Linked DNA regions of Mus musculus: all the other regions are linked to region 1. A link is a contact called in public HiChIP or PLAC-seq data. All regions are on one chromosome and are shown on one strand. Each heading gives the region's core, a stretch centred on a gene start, on an enhancer-like site or on the middle of the called end of the contact. The rest is flanking DNA. Distances are from core to core; before and after follow the strand shown. Region 1 overlaps Ggta1 (glycoprotein galactosyltransferase alpha 1, 3). Region 2 overlaps Gm13605 (a long non-coding RNA gene). Region 3 has its middle 26 kb from the start of Dab2ip.

What was found. HiChIP or PLAC-seq counts read pairs in DNA pulled down with a chosen protein or histone mark.
Region 2: an H3K27ac HiChIP or PLAC-seq map of trophoblast stem cells shows a contact between it and region 1, with 10 read pairs. The contact joins two enhancer-like sites. A contact is called at or near these places in 2 of 115 datasets of contacts at active chromatin or transcription factors (pancreatic cancer cells and trophoblast stem cells) and 1 of 9 other capture datasets (liver).
Region 3: a contact with region 1 is called in an H3K27ac HiChIP or PLAC-seq map of extraembryonic endoderm stem cells. The contact joins two enhancer-like sites. A contact is called at or near these places in 1 of 484 Hi-C or Micro-C datasets (nephron progenitors), 3 of 115 datasets of contacts at active chromatin or transcription factors (embryonic stem cells, extraembryonic endoderm stem cells and pancreatic cancer cells) and 2 of 9 other capture datasets (adipose tissue and pancreatic islet).

Annotation. Positions count from the first base shown.
Region 1 is chr2:35,430,427-35,434,478 of GRCm38.p6, forward strand. Ggta1 (glycoprotein galactosyltransferase alpha 1, 3) reads right to left here. Exons shown (of 8, transcript NM_001145821.2): 2 at 2,088-2,206. Among named protein-coding and RNA genes, the nearest start is that of Ggta1, 29 kb to the right of the region's middle. Within about 2 kb of position 1,820, at least 96 of the 459 cell types and tissues checked have an H3K27ac peak or open chromatin away from gene starts, as enhancers often do. A contact at or near this core is called in extraembryonic endoderm stem cells, pancreatic cancer cells and trophoblast stem cells, where this site is marked.
Region 2 is chr2:35,228,555-35,232,606 of GRCm38.p6, forward strand. The region is part of intron 2 of Gm13605 (a long non-coding RNA gene); the gene reads left to right. Among named protein-coding and RNA genes, the nearest start is that of Gm52553, 4.6 kb to the left of the region's middle. Within about 2 kb of position 1,842, at least 59 of the 459 cell types and tissues checked have an H3K27ac peak or open chromatin away from gene starts, as enhancers often do. A contact at or near this core is called in pancreatic cancer cells and trophoblast stem cells, where this site is marked.
Region 3 is chr2:35,593,884-35,597,935 of GRCm38.p6, forward strand. It overlaps a transcript of Dab2ip not described here. Among named protein-coding and RNA genes, the nearest start is that of Dab2ip, 26 kb to the right of the region's middle. Within about 2 kb of position 2,033, at least 26 of the 459 cell types and tissues checked have an H3K27ac peak or open chromatin away from gene starts, as enhancers often do. A contact at or near this core is called in extraembryonic endoderm stem cells and pancreatic cancer cells, where this site is marked.

The DNA of each region.
Region 1 (4,052 bases), core at 570-3,069:
CATTAGGAAGGTTGAGAACCTCTGGTCTAGAATATCCTAGTAAAGATACTAGGTCTGCGGCCCTGGGGCTGGAGAGCTGGCTCTGCAGGTCAGAGTGCACACCGCTCTCCTAGCATCCCTATCAGGCAGATCATAATCAACTAACTTGGGGAATTCAACCTCTCTGGCTTCTGAGGGCACCTGGACTCATGTGCACATGCGCACATACCGTTACACTGACACACATACCTGGGCATAACCAAAAGTAGAAAAAAAATTACTTTTTTTAATTTGCAGCCAAAATATAGTACATGTATCACGCAGCTCCACACATCCCATCCATTTTCCAACTTTTCCATCATTTTATTGATTTCTGAGTGTCTTGTTTGAAGGACTTGGCCGTACTCGCTTACATGATATACCCCTTTTCACAGTCTACATGTTCACTTCCCTAGGGAATATTGTATCTATGACTTTAAATTCTTTTTCTTAAAGTGCCCCGTCCCCCATCAAGTCAGCTCCATACCTGCTTCCGTCCTGAGCCAGGCCCAGGCTGAAGCATTCTCCAGCTGTCTTTCAGTTCCGCTACAATGGTCCTGGGATGTAACTCTATTAATCCCATTTGTGCATACATGGAAACAGGCTCGTCGGGTTAATCAGCTTACCTGTGTGCACAGCAGACAGCTCTGGGGCTGGGATTTCATCCCAGGAGTTGGCCCCCGAAGGCCCTGCCAACCATCATGGGAAGACTCAGATCTCTTTGTGCTACTCAGGATTGCCTTGTTGTTGTGACTGTTGCCTCCCCACACACCACCCCCACCCCCAAAGAGCCCAAACACTAGGTAGGGTCAGCTTCTCCTCAGATGAACTGGGGGGCCTGACTCAATCACTTTTCTGCCATTAGCAGGGATCTCCTGGTGTGCTTGGTGTTGACTGTCCTCACTTGTATGTCCTATCCGCCTCACACTCACCAATGGCCATCGTGGTGCCCATGGCTCTGTTTTCTGGCCGAGACCACACTTGAGTGAAGAGGTGGCTGGCACGAGGTTGCTGAACATGTTCAGAAGCAATGATCTTAGGTCACAGTGTCTACCTCTAGGTCTCGTTTTGGGCAGTGGGGCAGTGTTGGAATAAGGGGAGACCATTTTATTATAAAATTCCCCATGGGGAGAAACATGATACAATGGATGGGGAAAAAGAAAGAAAAACTAGCTTTCAGTCATGTTTTCATTAAGAAGGTTGGAATCGGAGTTGGGGCTGGAGAGATGGCTCAGTGGGAAGAAGGCTTTCTGCTTCTACAGAGAGACTACAGCTTGGTTCCTAAAACCCACACCAAGTGGCTCTTAACTACCTATAGTGCCAGCCCCAGGGATCCAATGCCCTCTTCTGGCCTCTATGCCCATAAGTACACATATGTACACACACACAGAGAAAATATTAATACTATTAGGGTCAGAATAAACACAGATACAGGAAAGTGAGAGCCAGGACTCTGACTAAATCTACAGACACAGCCATCACACACCACCATGGGCAGTACAACCTGTTCTGAAGTACACCTGCCTCACCACCTCTACTTCAGTCTCCTTTAGGAAGTCTAACGTTAGGATCCAACTACAGTTTTTCCTGGCTGCCCCCAGGAACCACCATCAAAGCATTTTCTACAGCAGAGCTGCTAGGGGAGTGCCGGGCTGTCCCTGGGAGCAGTGTCATGTGGAATGCAATCAATCTCAAGTGATACCTCCCAGGAACAGCCAGCCAACGGACATGTACGAGACAGCCCAGAGCAGAGAAGACTCAGCACCCTCCCACCGCGCCCTGCCCAAGACTCAGCCCCGCCAACCCAAACCCCACACAGAGAACTCCAGGCTGCAGCCTTGACTGGCATAGCCCCGGGGGCTGCCAAGAGAAGCAGAATACCAAAGTCCCCAGCCAGCATTCCACCAGCCCCTGTTTCAGAAACAAAAGGGAAAGGACAACAAATCACAGAAGGGACCAAGGAAAGCTTCGGAAGAGAGCAAGGGTCCTCCCTCAGGTGGAACCATTTGGTGACCTAACAGTAGCTCGCAGTGACCCAAGGCTGGGAGACACAAATCCTTTAAACATACCTCATCGTCAGCTGTGTTCCCTCCAAAGCAAACAGCAAAGCAACCGAGTTCTGTCGAGCTCTGGCCTGCCTAAGGAGGCAGGGCTCAGCAGAGGAAAGGAAGGTACAGGGTTCCAACTCCTGTCAAAAGAATAAACAGCTGTTTCAGGAAGAGGAGGGGTGGGGTGGGCAGACAGATCCCTCGGCAGCAGCCACAGGCTTTGTTCCCTCAGCCCCGGGAAATGGGCTGTTTATCAGGGCTGTTGATTCAGGTCTACGCAGCAAGGCAGAATCAGGGCTCTGGGTTGGTCCTCTGACTTCCTCACCCAGAGGAAAAACTGCAGGACCAAACCAGGCCAGGAGTCACAAGCGATGAGGCCACCACCCTCCACATCACCCAGTCCCAGGGAAAACTGGGAGCCCTGTGAGATGCACTCATTCTCAAGTGATGCCTCCCCGGAGATGCGTATGACACAGCCTGGGGCAGAGGCAGGTGAGCGGACAAGGCACTTTGATGGGACGCCAAAATGTGGTTCTGAGATAAGCTCTTCCTCCACAGCCTGGCTCTGGAAGCCACACAGTTATGTGGAACACTGCACTTTAGAAAATGGTGTAAATCTCCATAGAGAAGCCTTTACCATATGCACTTGGGACAGCCTCAGAAACCCATACCTGCTCCTGAGGGACAAGGCTTAACCCTGCCCACCCTTTGTTTGTTTGTTTGTTTTCCTTTTTGAGATAGGATCCCTAGCAGCCTATGAACTCACTGTGTAGCCAACGACAACCTAGGGCTTCTGATCTTGCCTCCCCAACAGTCCTAAGATGATGGGTATGCGCCATAACCAGTTATGTGATATGAGGGATGGAACTCAGGCTGTGTGCACACTAGGCCTGCACACTGTGTGCACAGAAGCGCCCTGCGATCGGCTGTGCTTTTCCAAAAGCCTATTGTTCTCAGAGGCAATGCTGTCTATGGCACACATTGGCTCAAGCAGGGAGATGGTACTCAGGGCCCCCTGTCCCATTCCCTCCCCAAGTGACTGGGACACTGCCGGGAAGTCTGGGAACCCTAGACGACAGGGAAGGGGCCAATGCCAGACAGGAAGGAGTCAAGGCCTGGCCCCAGGTCACGCAGCCTGGAATTGAGCCTCTTCCTCCTGTTCTCAGAAGGAAGTTTCACGGCTTCCTCCTCTGAGAGCAGGAGCCAGCTGACCATAACCTTCAGGGACTGGAAGTTCTTCCTAATAGCTTGCTGAAATCCTCTCTGATGGCATCCATTCAACCCACAGGGCACATTCCTGAGACAAAGTCATTCTCTCAAGTCTATTTCCAAGTGATGAGCATCAGCTACATCCCACACTGGACCAAGACCCAACAGAAGCGGGAAGTTGCCACCAATTGCCACAATGGCAACCTTTCTGTAGCGATGAGAACCAGCAAGCTGCAGCCAGGTCACATCAACAAGGGGACCTCAGCACTCAGTACTCAGCAAAAGGAGACTGATCCAGAGGACACATTCTTAAGTCAGGCATGTCATGACAGGGCCTATCTGTCTAACACTTGGGAGGGGTGGACAGGGTTCCAAGGCCAGGCCTAAGTACACAGAGAGCTTGGAGCCAACCTGGGATACATGCAACCTTGTCTTTTTAAAGGTGGGGGAGGGGGTATCAGCTATATGCTTCAACTTAAAGTCCTACACAAGTAAAATTAACTTATGGTGTTACAAGAGGGGACGGCAGGCTCCTTAGGGGTGGCAAGCTCTGGTCTGGATGGTGGTTACACAGACCTGTCTGCTTGATTAGAACACACAAGTGGGCCTCATTAACAGGCTTTTTCCATGTGTATTGTTAAGGATGGAAAATTCCAGAAAGCTCCCTGTGGAAGCTTGATATACTCTGACACCATCTCCCCAACCCCCACCCTGCCCACCTCACTCTCTAGGGTCCCAGGATCATGGGTAGACCCTGCCTCTTCCATCTCCTGGATT
Region 2 (4,052 bases), core at 592-3,091, 200 kb before region 1:
CTTCTAAACCAACCACTTATAAGTGTAAACAGGCGTCCTTGCCCTTTCAGAATCAGGACCGTTCTGTCTGGAGCCTCCCAGCTTCAGACAGTGAATTGTATCAGCATTGTAAGAAGGAAGAAAGGCCCACTTTGGAGCTGACGATCAACAGCACCTACCTCAAAAGTTATTTGCAGGGAAAAAGCAGTTTCTCAATTTAAGAAATGTTTTATATAAGTAAACATTTAAGGGGAGCTGTCGGCTTCAGTTCTCATGTCTGCTTCCTTCTCTGCCTCTCTTTGTAGGAGAGACAGAGCCACTGTGAGTGCTAAGGTGGGCTCAGGGCAAGAGCGTGTGTTTAGCATGTGCAGGGACCTGGGATAGAACCCCAAACAAACAAATAAATAGAAAAAAAATCTCCTCAGAGGCAGTAAGGATAAAGAGTGAAAACCCTGAGATAGTAAAATGACATTTCTTTCTAATGAGTTTTCAGAGGAAGAAAGCCTTTCCCACATAAACAAACTGTCCGTTGAGCAGTACCTTGGAGATCTCGCCCCTCTCTTTCCTTAGGTGTCAGCACCTGTCAGGTATGCCTGGTGCTGGCACGCACCTCACTGAGAAGACTTAAGACTAAATGTGATAGCACACAGTGTCTAGATCCTAGTAAATGCTCAGTAAATGACCACTTAAATTATTATCTACGGCAATTAGCATTATTAGTACTCTCGGGGCTTTTGCAGTTCTGAAACTGTAGGATAATGTGTCAGAGAGAACCGGCTAACGCAGGAAAGACAAACCTTTGCTTCATCTGCTTGAGCGGACGGCCAGATGACAGCCGGTTTGAAAGCCACCGGGTTTTGCTTTCTCTCTTGCTTGCTGAGCCCCTCGGGAGGATCCCGTCCTTTCTTCTGTCGAGATGAATTCCTAATACTTAAGATTCATTGATTCTTCGGCTAACCTGAATTTCAGGGTTTCTGAACTTCACTAGGTCTCTAAAGGATGAATAGTACACGCTGTATGGTTGTGCTTTCTTGCAAGTGGGATGGCTATCTGGAAGATGGCTTTGTGTCCCGGGCCCCACTTAATGGTGGTGACTCAAGCATTCAGCCGGGCTATCTCTCCTGTGTGAGAGCTCAAGAAGGAGGCCGATCTGAGAACTGGAGCTGACAGCTCCCCTTAGTTGTTTTTCTACTCATATAAAACATTTGTTAAATTGAGAATTTTTTTTTTCCCTGAAAATAACTTTTGAGGTAGGTGCTGTTGATCACCAGCCTCAAAGTGGGCCTTTTTTCCTTCTTATAATCCTGATACAGTTCATGGTCTGGGGCTGGGAGGCTCGGGACAGAACGGTCTGGTTTCTACAAGGGCAAGAAATCCTGATCACTCTTAAAAGTGCTTGGTTTAGGAATGGGCACCTGAGATAGGAGGATTCAAAGGGAAATTTTTCTTCATTCTTAGAAATAGCAGGCACCGCTGTGACCATCTTTAAATCCAGAGGCGAGGCTGAGCCAGCCACCCGGGGCTCCGTAGTGAGATTCAGTCAAAAATTAATAAAGACAGACAAGCTGTGTATCTGTTCATTTTTGTTGACCTCTCTTTTGAAAGGTAGAGTCTCTGACTTTGAACTCACCATGAAGCCCACGTTAGCCCTGACCCGAGGATTCTCCTTAGTGCTGGGGTTACAGGCATGGACCCCATCATGCCTAGCCTTAAAAAGCACAGTTCCTTCAGAGGAAAGGTACACTCCCTTGTTATTACACATAACAAATCCCGACAAACTTGGTTTAAAACAACACAGATGATTCAAGTCTGGCCAGTCTGTGTTCCCTCTGATAGGTTAGCAACGGAATGCATTTTTCAAGTTTTGTGGTTTGTAGCATTCCTCTTGTAACATTTCTCAGCACGTGGCTCCTTCCTCTGTCTAGCTCCGAGTCTGGCAATTCTGACTCTTCAAATGTTTCTGCTCTGTCCTCACACTGCTTTCTCCTTCATAAAATCTCCCTCTGCCCCCTCCCCCACCCCCCGTTTCTAAGGATACCTGTAATCCCGCCGCGGTGGGGGTGGAGGGGGGTGGAGGTGGGTGGGGGTGGGGTGGGTAGACTGCAATTACAGGACACCCTTCCATGTTGACATTCTTAAATCATACCAGCAATATTCCCTTTGGGTTTATTAGGTAATATGGATTCTAAGAACTAGGATTTAGGAATCTGTATTGACTGCTAATTAGGATAAGAAGAGGATTTGGGCACTAATTAGCAAGGTACCTGTTGGACTGGCTAGTTTTGTGTGTCAACTTGACACAGGCTGGAGTTATCACAGAGAAAGGAGCTTCAGTTGGGGAAATGCCTCCATGAGATCCAACTGTAAGGCGTTTTCTCAATTAGTGATCAAGGGTGAAAGGCCCCTTGTGGGTGGGGCCATCTCTGGGCTGGTAGTCTTGGTTCTATAAGAGAGCAGGCTGAGCAAGCCAGTAAAGAACATCCCTCCATGGCCTCTGCATCAGCTCCTGCTTCCTGACCTGCTTGAGTTCCAGTCCTGACTTCCTTTGGTGATCAACAGCAATATGGAAAGTATAAGCTGAATAAACCCTTTCCTCCCCAGCTGTTTCTTGGTCATGATGTTTGTGCAGGAATAGAAAGCCTGACTAAGACTCCTGTGTTTCCTCTTCCCTCCCCCCTTTCTGTCCCCTCCCCTTTCTGTTTCTCCCTCCCTTCCCTCCTTCCCCTTTCTTACCCTCTCTCCCCCTCTCTGCTCTCCCTCTCTTTCTTTCTTTTTTCCATTTTTGGTGGTACTAGAGTCTGAGCCCATGGCCTCATATTAAATTAGTACTCTACCATACGGCTCTGAGCGGCTGTGCGGACATCCATCTCCCCTCTTCCACATTCCCCCTTTTCCCTAACTCTGAAACTAAGTCTCTCTAAGTCGCAAGGCTGGCCTCAAACTTTTGAACCCCATGGTTTTCTCACCCTTTTAAGTGGCTGGGGTTATAGGAATGTGCCTTTGTTTGTTTGTTTGTTTGTTTTTACAGGTAGGCTTTACTTATATACGGTAAAATACAGTTGGGCTGGAGAGGTGGCTCAGTGGTTAAGAGCACTGACTGCTCTTGCAGAGGACTCAGGTTCGGTTCCTAGCACCTATACCAGGCAGCTCACACCGATACCCTCTTCTGATTATGTCAGACACTTGCATGTATATGGTGCACATACATGCACATATGTGCACGCATGCATACATATTGAGAAAAATAAACAACATTTTAATGTACAATTATATGAGTCTTAACAAATGTGTGACTGGGAATGTACCATATCAAGAGAGAACAGTTTCGTCACAGCATAGCTCCCAGTCAAGCCATCCCTTCACCCAGCCCCTGGCAATCACTAGTTCCATCTCTGGCCCTGTGATATATTGCCTTTTTGAAAAAGCCACGCATTTGGAATCACGGGAGTAGGAGCTTGCTATTCCAGCCACTTTCCCTTAGCATAGTGACATCCACCCCAGCTGTGGTGCATGGACTGCTGATAAAGAACTTTCCACCCTCAGGAGGTTGGAGTTGAGCCAGGCCCTTGTGACAGAAGCCAATTCACAAGAGAAAATGAATAAGTTTACTGTGACACACAGGACACACCTCTCAGGGAAACCTCAAGTGAGTGATAGCCTGAAGCAGAGGCTTAAAAAAAAAACAAACAAACAAACAAAAAAAAAAAACACTTAGCCAAAGAACAGGAAGTTTTAGGGAAGTGAGATGGGACCCTGGAAAGCAGTGCTAGTCTTTGGAGGGGGGGGGGCACTGGCTACAGGAAAGTGTCTGTGGCTGAACTCACCTTTGTTTTACTGCTGTCACCCCTGGGCTAATAAGAGCTGTCACCAGTGAGCAAGACTGCAGCCTGTGTGTCAGGGACGGTGGGAAAGGACAGAGAGCATCTCTTCTTCGTCTTGCTCTTTGATTTAGCTCAGAAGTTGTTGCAGCACACAGGCAAGTTTTTCGGGTCAGGGAATCTATGGGTAGTGAGGAGCCTGACAGACTTAAAATGCTGAGGTTCTGGTGCTCACAGACTGCTGGACCAACAGGC
Region 3 (4,052 bases), core at 783-3,282, 160 kb after region 1:
GAACTGCCACTTGAACCCAAGACATGAGAATCGAGTGTCCCCTCAGGCCTGAGCACCCTAGAACTGTCCCCACTTCACCCCACCTCAGCCTCATGGGCCCACGGTAACTTTGTGGTGGTTCCCCTACAGAGGAAGGCAGCTAGGAGGGGGAGTCTGTTTATCCACACGTGTTCTCTTGCTGACTTTCTAGGGGAAAATGCCTTTTTTTCAATTCTGCTTTTATTATTTGAAATTCTCATGGGACCAATTACCCGCCTGTGGGGATTACCTGCCATTTTTATTCTAGTGTCTATCTGCTGGAGTTCTTCCTCGGAGTAATTGATTTGGGTAATTTGGTGCTGCCGAACAGAGAGTGCTGCCACAGAGGCAGGGATCACCTGGCAAGCCATTCTTGGTAAAGGCGTTGCTGCTGATAGTTGCTGAGAGAGGGGCCAGAATGGAGACCATGGATAATGTGTTTTGTTTTAGACCTGGAATTCATATGTGGGCTGCACAGCGCTCTCTTACGCAGACCTGGGCAGGTCACCTGTGGGCAATGAGTGAAAGGCAGCTTGTCATCTCCCATGGGCTTCAGGATCATCCCTGCTGGGCACTGGCTCTGGCCTGACCCTGGCCTTGGCCCTCTCCATCTGTCTCCCAGGAGGCCTGGGAGGAGAGCCTTAAGGAAAGCATCTTTCCGGAGGGAACCTGACCTCAGTTCCTGGGCAGACCCACACGCTGGCCTTGGACCTGTGGCTGGAGGCATGGCAGTTCCTTGGAAGGGGAGGGCTGACCAGTACATCTGACTCCACAGGGGCTGTGCAGGGCTTGATGCCAGTGGAGAGCTCTGCCAGGGCCGGAGGGTGCAGTTCCCCTCCAGTCTGTCCCCAGCGAATACCCCTGCTTTCACTGCTGTTACGGATGTGGGAGGCAGAGCTGGGGTGGAAACTCCTCACTCTGTCCTCTCAAGGTCCCATGAAGGACTCCTGTAGAGGTCTTCTTCTTTCTCCCTGTCTTGCTCACTGAGGAAAAGGAGCTCCCAGGCCCACAGGTCCTGTTCCTTCTCACAGAGAGCATCCTCCCTTATGTGGCTTAGAGACTGTTCATGGGCTGTGGCCTGGGCATGACATGGCATTGGAATACCTACCCTTTTGTTTGCTTTTGCTTTTTAGACAGGGTCCCTCTACAGAGCCGTGGCTGTTCTGGAACTCACTCTGTAAACTAGGCTGGCCTTGAACGCACAGAGATCTTCCTGCCTCTGCTTTCTGAGGGCTGGGATTAATGGAGTTGGCCACTATGCCCAGCTGGACACCTCTACTTTTTTCATGAGGAAGTGGATCCTTTTTGTAGCACAGAAGAGTCCTTTGGGTTTCCTGATGTAGGGCCCCTGTAATCTTCAGTGCTTGGGGAGGGGCAGTTTCTCTGGCTCTGTGTGACTCTCAACTGAAGTTGGCACCATGCCCAGTCACCTGAGTATGTGTCTATTCAGCTTCTGGACTGATATTCCTGAACCCACAGAGACCCCTGGGAACTTGGGAATCTTTGTTGCCCTGAGACACTACTCAGTTCAGCTGTCCAACTCAGTGCTTGCATGGGGGTCCACGAGGGCCTTCTGCCACTAGAGACCAAAGCCTCCCTCAGATCAGCTGGCCAGACTTGTCAGCGTCCACCTGTCTGTCTGTCTGTCTGTCTGTCTGTCTGCCTGCCTGCCTGCCTGCCTGCCTGCCTGCCTCACTGCTTCACTGCCTCACTGCCTCTCTCATCTTGCTTTCACCTTCTCCCAGCTCTGTTTCTCCATTAAGCTGGGGAGGGAAGGTACCAAACCTAGCAGGAAGGGGACAAATACAGGAGGCCCAGAAACACATTCAGAATAGTGATTAGATCTGGAGTTGGAGCAATGGCTTAGTAGTTAAGAGCACTTGCTGCTCTGGCAGAGGCCTTTTGTTTTGTTTTGTTTTGTTTTTGGTTGTGGGTGCATCTAGCTGAGTCCTGTCTGAACTGTGCTATCTTACAAGTGCTTTTAAGCAGGCTCAGGAATGCAGCTCAGTGGGGAAAGGTGTTTACTAACAGCGTGCCAGAGACCTGAACTCCACCCCCAGCACCAGGGGGTGGGGACGTGCTTGTAAGGGCTGAAAACAGTTGAGTCAAAACTAAATAATGTAGACCGATTCTGAGTCTAACCATCGGTGCCCGGAAGCCCACTGACCAAATCCTGTCTTTCTCCAGATTCAGGAAATAATCTGCCTGGCAGGATGGTGCGTGCCCATATTCCTGGCACTTGGGAGGCAGAGGCAGGAGGATCACTGCAAGTTCAAGCCCAGCTCAGTTTGTGTAGTGAGCTTTATCCCATCAGGGCTTATACAGTGGGCTCTGTTTGTAAAGAGAGAGAAATGACCCTCAGTGCTAACTGATGGTGGATGGCTTCCCAAAGGAGTGGCCCTGCCATTCTGAGGAGGCCAGGGGTACCTCTGAGTCCTCAGGCTGTGACAGGACAGAGGTGCTGTCTGGGATGACACCGCCAGCTTGTGTCCACTGAGTGTCTACTAAATGCTGATGCTATTGTGGCTCAGATCTACAGACTTTCCTGCTGGATCACACAAGGCCACGCTTTTGCAAGAAACTGAGGCATTTTTGTTGTTGTTGTTAGTTTGTTTGTTTCCCCTTTCTCTTTTTCTTAGCAAGGGTTTGCTAAGAATTGACCCGTCTTTACATTTGGGTAGCCTGTGGCATGGTGGTCTTGGTCATGACTTTATGAGCTCTGGTAATTCATCCTTGGTTTCTGAAATAGTGATTAAATTCCTTGATTTTAAACTGAGCCTTTTCTGGCTTAGGTGTGAAGTCCTAATAGGATAATGGATGGTTATCTTATTGACCTCTAAACCTTTGTGGGTTTGAAGTAACTTGATTTTCTCCCATGACAGGTCCCTGTTGTGTAGGAGTGCAGCTAGAAGGAGCTAAACAGGGGACCAGAATGTGAAATCAAAGTTAGCAGGGCTCTATGTACTGTGCCTGCCCCACCCTGTGTGCCAAATTTAGCACAGTCAAATATTGTAGACACCAAATCCTTTGGCTGGTCATTGTTTTGAACAAAAACTAAAGGTCCTTCCCGCCCACCCTTCGTCGCAGCCTTCCAGACCCTTCTGCTCAGATGGCAGGCTCCTATTTTGGCTTCTTGGGCCAGCTGCTAGAGGAAGTTGCTGGATCCTGGGCCAGACTCCCCTCCCTCCTACCCTGCCCAGCTGGAGGCCTGGCTGTCACTCTCTGCCTGGTCACCTCTGCCCCCTAGGAGACCTAACAGACCAGGTAGCAAACGCTGGCCACCCTTCCCCACCCGCAGCACCATTCCAAGGTGTTTAAATGGGTCTGTGGGCTCAGCTGAGTTTGATGCTCTTTGCTGACTTGCCCATCTGTAAGATGGGATGACAGTAGCAGCCTCTTGGCTTCTTGGACGCATCTGTAGCTGGCTAATATGTCTCAGGTCCTTACTACCACCTTCGTGGTATCCGCCATTTTTGCTAGGCAGCCTCTGCAGGCTGAGTACCCACATGGCTCCTGGTGCTTCTTGCTTTTGGAGCCACTGCTCCCATTAGCCTCTCAGACACCTGTCGGCTCTATCTCCTCACACAGAGGGCCTACTCTGGTGCTCTCTTCTTATTCTCCAGCCCTCATCTGGAAGGTCCGTTCACACCCAGGGTGCCAGAGTCTCTGAACCCAGACTCCTCCCACTCTTGTTTCTAATTCCCTTCTGCTGATCCCTCTGAAGTCAGGTAAAACATGACCAACATGACAAGTGACCATGGACAACTGGGAAGCTCCCCCTGCAGACCACTTCCTCTCTTCTGGACAGCTCCCCTCTTGCAGGTTCCCCTCCCCTCCCTTCCTGCTCCACCTCAGCCAGGGAGTCTCTCTCCTTCCTCCCCTCCGTCCTGGCCTGCAAACCAGCCACTTTCCCTTGGGCACCATCTCCTGTATCTCTGAGCCTGACCTTAGTGGCCCCTGGCAGATAGCTTAGCTTCAGCCCCTTCTCAGGTTACCAGTTCCCCATCTCCCTCAACAGATCCAAGGGAACTTTG